Linked DNA regions of Mus musculus: region 2 is linked to region 1. Evidence: chromatin contacts called from public Hi-C data. All regions are on one chromosome and are shown on one strand. Each heading gives the region's core, a stretch centred on a gene start, on an enhancer-like site or on the middle of the called end of the contact. The rest is flanking DNA. Distances are from core to core; before and after follow the strand shown. Region 1 overlaps Dnm3 (dynamin 3). Region 2 overlaps Dnm3 (dynamin 3).

The links. Hi-C and Micro-C count contacts between places; a contact is called where the count stands out from the background.
Region 2: a Hi-C map of muscle stem cells shows a contact between it and region 1, with 1.9 times the contacts expected there. The contact joins two enhancer-like sites. A contact is called at or near these places in 1 of 15 datasets of contacts at CTCF or cohesin (the NIH/3T3 cell line), 7 of 484 Hi-C or Micro-C datasets (the C2C12 cell line, bone marrow-derived macrophages, muscle stem cells and 2 more), 3 of 115 datasets of contacts at active chromatin or transcription factors (extraembryonic endoderm stem cells, heart atrium and large pre-B cells) and 1 of 9 other capture datasets (pancreatic islet).

The regions. Positions count from the first base shown.
Region 1 is chr1:162,033,884-162,039,444 of GRCm38.p6, forward strand. The region is part of intron 17 of Dnm3 (dynamin 3); the gene reads right to left. Among named protein-coding and RNA genes, the nearest start is that of 2810442N19Rik, 32 kb to the left of the region's middle. Within about 2 kb of position 4,153, at least 166 of the 459 cell types and tissues checked have an H3K27ac peak or open chromatin away from gene starts, as enhancers often do. A contact at or near this core is called in the C2C12 cell line, the NIH/3T3 cell line, heart atrium and 2 more, where this site is marked.
Region 2 is chr1:162,310,786-162,316,047 of GRCm38.p6, forward strand. Dnm3 (dynamin 3) reads right to left here. Exons shown (of 21, transcript NM_001038619.2): 8 at 2,776-2,911; 9 at 607-674. Among named protein-coding and RNA genes, the nearest start is that of Gm39688, 67 kb to the right of the region's middle. Within about 2 kb of position 3,031, at least 75 of the 459 cell types and tissues checked have an H3K27ac peak or open chromatin away from gene starts, as enhancers often do. A contact at or near this core is called in the C2C12 cell line, the NIH/3T3 cell line, heart atrium and 2 more, where this site is marked.

The DNA of each region.
Region 1 (5,561 bases), core at 2,903-5,402:
TGAGGTCAGCAAGTAAAGAGCGCCAAGGAGTGTGACTGGGTGTATCTGGTTCTCTAAGGAGTGTGACTGGGTGTAACTGGTTCTCCAAGAGAGGAGAGAGCTCTAGAGGAAACTCTAGAAGTTTCAGGAAGCAGATGAGGAGGCTATTATCAAGAAGATCGGTGAGACTTGGTTTGGTTGCCATGGGACATGCAGATACCATGATACTAGGGTCAAGACTCTTTCTTTTAGGTGAGGAATATATACCTTATGAAGTTCAAAGAGGCTACATTAGACAAAAGAGTAAAGACATCCGATGCGGTATAAAAAGCTTGCAAGTGTTGGCGTGCTGCTTAGGAAGAGGGAGATACAAGACTTTGCTTCCCACGCTCCTTTCCAATCATATCAGGACACTGTCTATTCCCAGTCAAACTAGATGCAACACAACCTGTCGCTTTGGGCCATGCTTGTCCTTTAAATCTAAATGACCTGATGTCTCATAGTTACTAAAATCCTTCCATTATTCAAGATCTGGCCAATGTGACTGACTTTTCTAGTAAGACAAGCCAGAATTGATCTCTCTCTCTCCTTTCTTCATGCTCAGCATGTTCAATTCCTTTTGTCATTAGGAAGTTATCTTCTTTTCTTGTCATTAACTTTCTAGTGGGTCCCTTTGATTATGTTTTGACACATTTCACACAGTCCTTGACTTAGCCCATTCTTTGTTCCTGAAACTGAGTACCACAGTCTGGGCCATTTATAGAGGGCTGCATAGTTCAAGGTTCTGGAGGCTGGGCAGTTCAAAAGCATGCACCTAGTGTCTGGTGGGGGCCTTCTTGATACACCAGTACATGGCAGAGGTCAACTCATGATGTGGCAGAGGAAGTGTACTAGCCCAGTTCTCTATCTTTAAAATAAGAATAAGGTCACTAGTGCCATCAAGGGCCACAAATATATCTAGACTTAATGATCTCCTAAAAACTCTACCCTTCAATACTGTTAACATTTAAATTTGGAGATGAAATATTCAATATATAAACTTTTGGAAGACATATTCAAATAGTGACGGTATTCAATCATATTTATGTAGAAGTAACATTTTTCTTCATAAAGACCTAAAGGAGGAATCAGAAGAGAATGGTATATAGGATTGCATAGTGGGACCAGGCATATATGTATGTATGTATGTATATATATATATATATATATATATATATATATATATATATATAATGTGTATGTGTGTGTGTGTATACATATATGTGTATATATGTATATATATGTGTGTGTGTGTGTGTATGTATATATAATGAGAGTTGTCACAAGATAATTGAAAGCAAGTTCAAGATTAGACTAAGACCTTAACTTAAAAACAAATCAAAACACAACACAGGAGCTGCTTAGTGGTACCTGTACAACATGTGTGAATCTCACGTGAGAGGGCTGAGAAAAGAAAACGAATGTGCAGTGGAAGTGGTTATAAGCTATCTGATACTATTCTTCTGCTTGGCTTCAATTCTTCCTAGTAGGTGCCATGCCTTCTTGGAAGGGAACTAAGCAACTGATATGATTGAAGGTCCTATATGGAGCAGGTCACAGAATATAGAATTTAGGCCTACAGAATATATATACAGAATATATCTACAGAAGCCAGTGAATGTTCTTCAGGCACGAATTTGGAATGGGTCCGTAAGAATCTTTTGCGTGATATCTGTTGCATGGTGTGATCTTTGCGTCATACCTTGGCCACAACCTGTCAGACTAGGACCTCAACTTTCCTTTGGGGAGAATCACCCAGACGATTTTGAAGAAAACAGGATCCTGGAGCTCTATGGACAGAGGCTGTGCTAACTGGCCTGGAGGAAACTTGGAGCATCTGCAGTTTTAAAAAGTGTTCCAGTTTGAGAACCCCGGCAGTAAGGAGACAGCCTGGGAAGAGTTTAAGTGACGGGAGGTTCTACTGGAGAGGTTGTATAGGGTGGAATAAAAATGGCTTTTTATGATCTTGGGCCAAAGAGGAAAAAAAAAATCCCCAGGACAAAGAAGGGTCTGAGTTAACATAAGAAAGTTAGTATGTATGGTTTAAGATCCAAGTGTGATCTCAGCTAGTTTCCACTGTGCAGGCGTCACCGTTCCCAGACAGTCAGCCTGGCACTGTGGTAGGTAGATGACTGAACAGAGAAGGAAAATTCACCAAGCTTTCCTCTAAAAAGAAAGTTGCCTTCTTCAGAACAGTGTGTGTGTGTGTGTGTGTGTGTGTGTGTGTGTACGTGTTTGGTGTGTAGGGTGTTCATCTCTCTAAGATCCAGTGAGACTGAGAACAAGTACTAAGAAGACACAGGGTGCTTAGGAAACCCCACTTTGGGCTGCATGGGAGTTCAGCCATTCCAGTAGATCTCCAGAGATGGCCATGGGAGGGCTGAGGCAGCTGTGGGATTTCAGTTGTAAAAGCTGGTCACAGCCCTGGTATTCTTAGTAGCCATTTATGGCTCTTTTTCATAAATCTGGCTAAAATGTTTTTGAATTCCTTTACGCTTCCTGCCAGTCCCACCTTTTGAAACTAATGAGTTCCGCAAGTTTATAACCTGCCTGTATGAAGTACATTTCCTTTCATTTGCCCTGAACTTACTTCACTCTGTTTTAAAGAGTACCCTCCTTGTCCTTAAGAAGAGAAAGTAAACAGAATTATGAGATGAGGACAGATTGGCTGAAGTAAGTAGGGCAGAAAGCGAGCCAGGTGTCTGAGGTACTGCAGACTACCTTAAATCCATAGCGTAGTTAAAACAGGCGGGCAGAGGCCGGCATTGCAGGGCCAGGAGGGAGGTGGTGTTCCTCTGCACAATGGCTTGGTTGTTCTCCTGCCCAGACCCGGCCAGGGGTCCCTGCTTCCTGTTTGGGGCTCCACAGCTCAAAAGAAAGGGAGAGCTCAAATGTTTAGCAGATAGCAAGAAAAACAACAGAACACCAAAAGCAGAACCCATGGGGAAAATAAGGCAAATTTAGGTATTTTTTTTGTTTACAATTAGATACTTATTTCATTTGAGAATATGCAGAACCCTATGTCTTAAAACGAAAACAAAGAGGATTTTCCAGGGCTGACAATCATTAGTAAGACTGGAGACAGAAAATGATGTCTCTTATTTTTTATTTTTGTTGTTGTTTTTATTTCTGAAATAATTTGGGGTTTATCTTTGAACATGCCTCCCTGGACTAGAAATGAGGCCAAATGAGTTATTTGCTCTGAAGCACGTGGTCCTTTTGCTCTAGGTCAAAGGATGAAAGATGACATAAACACCTTACAAAAGAAGGGGGCTGACTATGGTAATGCTAATATGTACCCTATTTTTTTTTAAGTATAAAGTTTTTAAAACATTGATGTCTATGGGCTGTAGGGTGGACTGAAGTATCAGTTGCGTGCCCCACCCCCATCATAGTATAAAGTTGGTTATAGGAAAGTCTTGTTCTTTAATGGCAAATAGGGCAAAGGTTATATGCGGCAGGCATGTAGCCCCGTAGAGTGTGCAGGGTGCAGGTTGGGCTGTAAAACTGCTCATTAAATTGTCCTGTTCTGAAGCAGAAGCAAATACATGAGCTCAGGGAGGAAAGCCACAGAAACTGTCTAGAAATATTTCCGTGAAAGACTGTGCAAATAGCTCTCCCTGGTCATGAAAAATGCAGTTGCTGATATACAAATAGCTTCACTTAAAAGACTTAAATACCTTCCCTGCAATGCTGTCTTTGACTGACTGCCAAGAACTACCTAATGCTGTTCTTTTTTTATTTTCTCTTTAAATTTTTCTGAATAGACTGTATGGTGCATACAAAATGAAGATGGCACGTACACTAGAAGTTACTGAAAGAGCACGAGAAGGAATCTAGTTACTGACTCTCCATCCCAAACCCCTCTTTAAAGTTCCTGAGTTTTGTACTTGTTTTGAATGTCAACCCAAATAATAGAAAAGGTGGGGGGGGCAGGGAGAGGCATTTAACAATTGGTTGGGCGATGATTGTCCACACTTCAGTATTTTAGTGAACAGAAAGTGGAGAAGGAAGAATTCAAAGCTAATAATAGTAATGGCTTGCTGGCTAAATAATGAGCAGCAGGAGGACTTCTAAGAAGGCAGTTAGCCCCAGAGCGATTCAGACAGACTTGCTTACACAACGGCTGGCTGCTCTAGGAGGAAGCAAGCCAAAACCAACATCAACACCCAGCAGCGCCAGTTGCTCACAGGAGGAGTGTGTAGCGGGATGCTGATGAAGTGCATTGTGGGAATGAATGAGAAGTCAAGACCCCTATCTCGCTTTTAATGGGAATCTTGTGATGCCCCAGACCCTGTCTGAGCCGTACAAGGGGCACCCTGCTGGACTCTGCTTGGGCCCCGTGATTAATGGGAGTGACAGGAGGCCAGGCTTGTCTAGAAAATTGACTGTGGATGAAAGCAGTAGGCAGTGAATCATGCGCCCTGAGTTCGACCCCCACTGCTCTGTCTGGGGTCTCTTTCACCATTTCCGCAGTATGTGTTGGGGTTGGGTTGGGATGAGGGACCCAACAAGGATATGAGTGTGGAAATTCTTATTTATTTATTTATTTATTTATTTATTTATTTATTTATTTTTATAGCAAAGAAAGAACTGCAGATGGTTCAACTCCGTTCTCACTCCCAAGACTTGTGTTATCTTATAAAGGCAGTCTGGAGCTGCTTGTGAGAAACCGTGAATCAAAGTGAGAGAGACTCCCTGTTAGAAGCAAGGCTGGAAGGTGACAGGGGAGGGAACTGCCTGAGAATCATACAGACATTTGGCCAGAATAAAACTACAGAGCTGTCTTACAACGCTAAACCCAGTCACATCCTGTGAGATAGCTTGGACCGTGCTGAATGCGTCTTGCCAGTCAAGCTCCTTTTTCCAGAGTTTACTACAAAAAGCATTTCCTCATTCCCCCAGCTGTGAACAAACAAAACCAAATGAAACAAAATGAAACAAAACAAAACAATCATCTTGGCTCTTTCCCCCTCCCCCCCTTCTCACTGGCCCCTAAAACATTTCATTCAGGAATAATCATTTCTTTTGTGTTAATAGATTTTTAAAAGTTGGTATCTTCCTTCTAAAGTGGCAGTTGACAGTTTGACCGCTTCCTGCTTTACTAGCCCTTTTACTCTGCAATCCATACATTTATCCCCTTAACATGGTACATGCTGCAGTGTGGCACGGGAGCTCAATGAAATACATTGTACATGGAACTCGGTCCTGAGACAGAAACACTAGCTCCAACAGGGTAGTATTCACATGCTTTTTAAAGTGGCTCGGCAGAGAGTTAGGATGGTGGTTAGGCGCCAGCCCCAGGGTGTGGCTCTCTGGGACTCTGAGCAGCGAATAACTACTCATGCAAACGTTGGAGTTCAAGAATTTACAACTGGCAGAGCTGTTCATATGAGCCACTGGCTGACACGGGTCTGGCTCAAGGAAATGTCCCACTTTCACTTCTGAGGGTCCCCTTCTCTCTCTGTGATTGGTGCCAATGAAGAAATGAATCACCTCTGCTAGGACTCTCTGAATGTGGTACTTAGTGTAGCCTCCTGATT
Region 2 (5,262 bases), core at 1,781-4,280, 280 kb after region 1:
ATTCACATACACACACACACACTCACACACATACTCACACACTTATACACACACTCACTCACACACACATTCACACACACTCTCACCCACCCACACATTCACACACTCACATACACACATACTCACACACACTCTATCTCACACAAACACAAATATAGGCATATAACACACTGTGATTGAAATTATTTATTTCATAGGAATGGTTCCATTGAAAAATAATCACCCTTCTTACTCTTTCCCAATTTCTCTCCACAACCCCAAATTATTCTGCCAGTTCTCCATTGCTTATGAGCATCTTAAATAAGCAAGACCCACCCCCCAGGTACAGAACAAACAGAGACTTGTTCACCTACTCAAAGATAAGTAGGATGCTCAGTTCTTATTGGAAACAGTACAGAAAGGTTTTCATTATTATTATTATCATCATCTTTACTAAAATCTCTCTAGCAATATAGAAAATTAGCACTAAGCTAAAAGCCAAGATTTTCTTTTTCTGACTTCTCACTCTCTCCTTTCTTTTGATGATGAAATACTACTTTGCTAGCCATTTGAAATGCTCATTTTCTTTGGGTAGCTTGAAGACAGGAAAAAATGTGGGTCACTTGCCTGATCCCATGTATGTTTTTGATTGCGTAGCTTATTTCTCTTCTCAGTTCTTTCTCATTGAACTCCATCTGCAGATGCAAAGCAAGCTACGGTTATGACACTTAATTCTTTTCGATAATATTATTGAATGGTATAGAATGAGGATAACCTTACTGTTATTAATAAATGGATACTCATGTCCTTTGTAAACTAAACCCAGATGGTCAAAACATCTGTTTATATGGAGTTCAAGGCCACATGGAACACTGGGGATTTCTGGAAGTTCCAGAGGATCAGTGTGTGTGTGTGTGTGTGTGTGTGTGTGTGTGTGTGTGTGTGTTAACTCTGTTACATATGGGGAGTGCTGTGCATAAGGAATATCTCCTGGACATAAACCCAGCCACTCATTTGAAACACAGAATTATTTTTTGCTGAATGTACTAAAGTGGAGGCCACAGGAGAATGCATAAATGAGAGTATTTTCTGATGGGTGGCCACAACACAGCTGTCTTTTCTTTCTGACCATTTTAAGCACCTGACCATAAGACCTCTTTATAAGAGGAAATTAATAATACCTTATGAAGCCAACACAGGATGCATTGCTATATAAATATTTCCCAGACGTCCTAGGCACTACAAATCTACTTGGAAGTAGGATCAAAGTGCCATAGAACTTAGTCCCGAAAGGCACATCCAAAGAGCACCGGATTCAGTTTGACAGGGATGCAGCCGTTCCAGCCTCGCTCGCTGTCCATTTCCTCCTTTATGCTCTCTGCATCTCAGAGTAACAGCTTGCCCTAAGCTTCTATCGTATCCTGTGGCTTCAGGGTTCAGAGTCTTTGTCATCCCTTCCTTTGTGTGGTCAACATTTGTGCTCCCTTTCCCACCTCTTCCTGCTTATCTGACTATCCTTCCAAACTCAGCTCAGACGGCTGGCTCCCTCGCATCCTTGGGCTGGGATTCATGTCTGTGGGCAGTGTTTCCATGGCGCCCTATGCTAAAGTTTGTCACTTTGCTTAGCACATTTTAATAAAATGATCTATTTATCCACCTTCTTCCCACACCAATACATAAACATTCGCCTCCTCATATTGAAAAAGTGGCACAGTCCCTAAGCTACTCAGCTGCTGTACTGAGCAACCCCCCCACCCCCACCAAACGCAAACAGCTCTCGATCCTTCCTACCCACTGATACTTTCCATCAGTTTCCCCATCTGATGGGCACCATCATTCACTCAATGGCAAAAGACAAACCTTGGGGAGGGATTTTCAACCTCTGGTTTCTGTCTCTTGAATCAATCCCAGCCTGTCAACTTTACCCCTAAACTCCCACAGTCCTCCGTTTCCCTCCATTCTTTCTCCTTACATCATTTTGACTGAGAATGTACATTTCAGAGCTTCCTCCTTGCACAAGATCCCTTCCAAGACCATGTGCCCAACCATGTGTTTGTAATTTTGCTTTCTTTGTCTCTAAGGGACTCCTGCGATTGCAGAAGCTTCAGGCAGAAAATGTGGTCCATCCATCTCTGGTTGGGCCCCTCCCCTTCTTTACCACATCTACTGCTTGCCCCTTGGTGATCCAGCAGGCACAGTTCTCTTTGGAGATGATCAGCCCAACTAGATAACAAACCCCTGTGTAAAGTCCTCCTGTTGCTTTCCATTGTAAATGGTGAACAACTGCAGCCAGGAAAGTCCTGGATGCACAGCTTCATCCCTAAGCGAGCCTCTTCCCAGGACTTTTCATAACACTGATGTCTTTGTGCCAGGCTGGTCATGGATAATAATGCCCTTCGTCACCCAGAGGGAGCCTATCTAAATATCCCATGGAAAGAAATCTGTATCATGTCACCATAATAACACTTGAATTTTTCTTATGTTATCTACTTTTTTCATTGTCCTTACTAGATAAATTCAACCCCTTTCTTTCTTGGTCACTGAGACTTTGGTCCATAGGGGAGTCTCAGAAATATTTTAAATTAGACAATGGATAGATATCATGGAAAACTGAAGTATTGTTTCTTGAAGTATTCTCTATGAACTCACTGAAATCAGAAAGAATATTTCAAGGACAAAGGATTCGATTCCAAGGACTCTGTTGGTCCTGTGATAGATCACAGTACAGCGAGAGAGCTGCAAGGGAGATCAGGGAATGCGGTGGGACAAAGGGAGAAAAGAACATTAGTTACAAACCTTCACTATCTCAAAAGGAAAGCGTTCGTGGAAAATGCGGTTGATCTTAGCACCGCCAGAGAGCTCTAAGGTGTCTACTTGATCTCCTGACCCTTCGATTCTCTTCTCAAAGTCCACAGCAAACTGTTGGACCATCCTAGAATTGAGAGAGAGAGATAAACCCGGGTTAAAATTAGTTAACATCACAGGGCTCTCCTGTCCCTGATTTTACTAAGGGTGTAGCTTAGACTCCTTTCCTGGTGTTCTTAGTGACACCTACTGGTTGAGTTGGCACTGCACATCATTCAGCTGTGACAAGGAACAGGAGATTTATTTTACACATTTTAACTAGAGTAAATATTTTAAATATCGTTCTCTTTAAATGGGTGGTATCCATTTGTGGTTATAACCTGAAATGGTATTTAAGGAACACTTGGATTTTAAAAGTTATGTAATAAATCTTAAGTAGAATAGTCAAGTGAGCCTCCACTCTGGTGATGTCACGCCTGCCCACTCCCAGCTACTGCCACTGAAAAACCCACACACAAGCACAGCTGCACACCTACACACACATCTACTCACCCAACCATCCCCCCCCCACACACACACAGGGCAGACGCCTTTTCTCCCTCAGTCTGTCCTCCTCATCCTACAACTGTGTGCTCTGAGGGTGGCCAGAGCTTTGAAAGTCATCAAGACACAGTCTCCCCCACCTTCAGATGCCACAATTCATAGGAGATCCTGGCCTGCATATTCAATCACGTGCAGGACATATATTTTCTTTTAGCTGTCTCAGATCAAAACACCTAAAACGTGAACTGCTTAAACTGCTTTCCTTCTGGGTCTGGAGTCTGTTGATTCCCCTATCTTGGCACAGCCATTGGCAACCCCTTCTTGGATTACCAAGGTACCTGTAGGTTTCCATCCTGATCCTAGGATTCTGCCCAGGTCAGACCCTACACCGTCACAGCCACACAAACCTGGCTGGTTTGCTTTTCGGTGCTTTCCCGCAGTTTGAGTTAACCCATTATGTAGGATTCTTTGTGCTGTGACCTTGGCTGTTCTTGAGGCTGATCTCTTGCTCAGCAACATGCACCATCTGATCCAAACACAAAGAATCTACTGCCCAGTCCCCACACGTACCATGTCTCTGTATTTGTGTACGTGCTTTGAGGATTTACAGCACCATTGACTCCACTCCTTGCCTGGCTAATCTCCTTCTGTTCTCAAGAACCAGCTCCAGTACTAATTCTTCTGAGAAACCCATGATGCTCGGTGGTCCTCAGCCCCCACCAGCATCTACCACTGCCCAGATGAAGGGATCTTCTGCTCCTTCAGCCTCTTTCTAACAAAATATTTATCAGACCACATCACCACTGCTTGCTTCGATGCCAGCAGCTTCCTGGAAGGCAAGGGCATGCACCATATGGGCAACATATAAGAAATGCTTAATAAATATTTGTCCTGTGAATCAATTAACTATCTGAAACCATCTGGTGAAAATAAAAGAGAATAAAAAATGTATTCCTGTTTGTGATGATTACTTGGTTTAAGCAATTCTAATTCTGACATCCTAGAAATACTACTTTCAAATTCAAAATCGAAGCGAAAAATATTTTCAGATCTTCTGAAACCTGTATATTTTTACTGCCAAAATTTGATTGGATACAGTGGGTTACAGTAATTACAAATTATTTAGCCATGCTCGTGTCTGCTGTTTTTAATGGTTTTTGTCAAGTACCTGAAAAGTGGTGGTATATGCATTAAAACACTAGAAATTTTTACAAACTTCATCTCTGTCAATTCTTTCCCATCCACCTCCCACTTAGTGGTATTGGAATAAGCCTTCCCTGAGTCCACTCTATTCTCTTCCCATCCTCCTTAAACCTAACACACACCCCTTGTACTTCAGGGTCTTGAGCATTACCTCCATCTGGGAATTGATACCTCTCTTCATATGCACCTGACTCCTCCTCTGGGCTCCAACATTCTCTACTTATGATAAACAGCATTTATCAGCGTCTAACACAATTCATCATTTATATGCTTGTCTTGATGATCTTATCCTTAAGTGCAAAGTGTCACTTTCATTGTTGGCTTCATGGTGAGTAATGCATAGCCAGAGTCTGAGTACGGTGCATGAAAGGATGGCAGGAAAGGGGAATGAGGAAATGTATCAGGAAAGACAGGAGCCCACGCAAAAAGAAGATGAACCAACAGGCTAGTCAATGATCTGATTGAATATTCTACAGTCAAGACCCATGACATGACAGAGGCAAGGACCATCCTAGCATCCTAGTTTCAGATAGTTAGAGATACTGATGTATGACCTCAATATAAATACATTTCTTTTCTATATAACTTGAAGAATTTTTATGAGTTTAACCAAAGGCTAGGAGAAACAAACAAACTTGGAAATCATTCTACTCTTTAAAAAAAAATCATCTTTGCCATGGTATTATTTTAAGTGAAAGACAACATGATACAACTAAGATGCCACTGAAACTT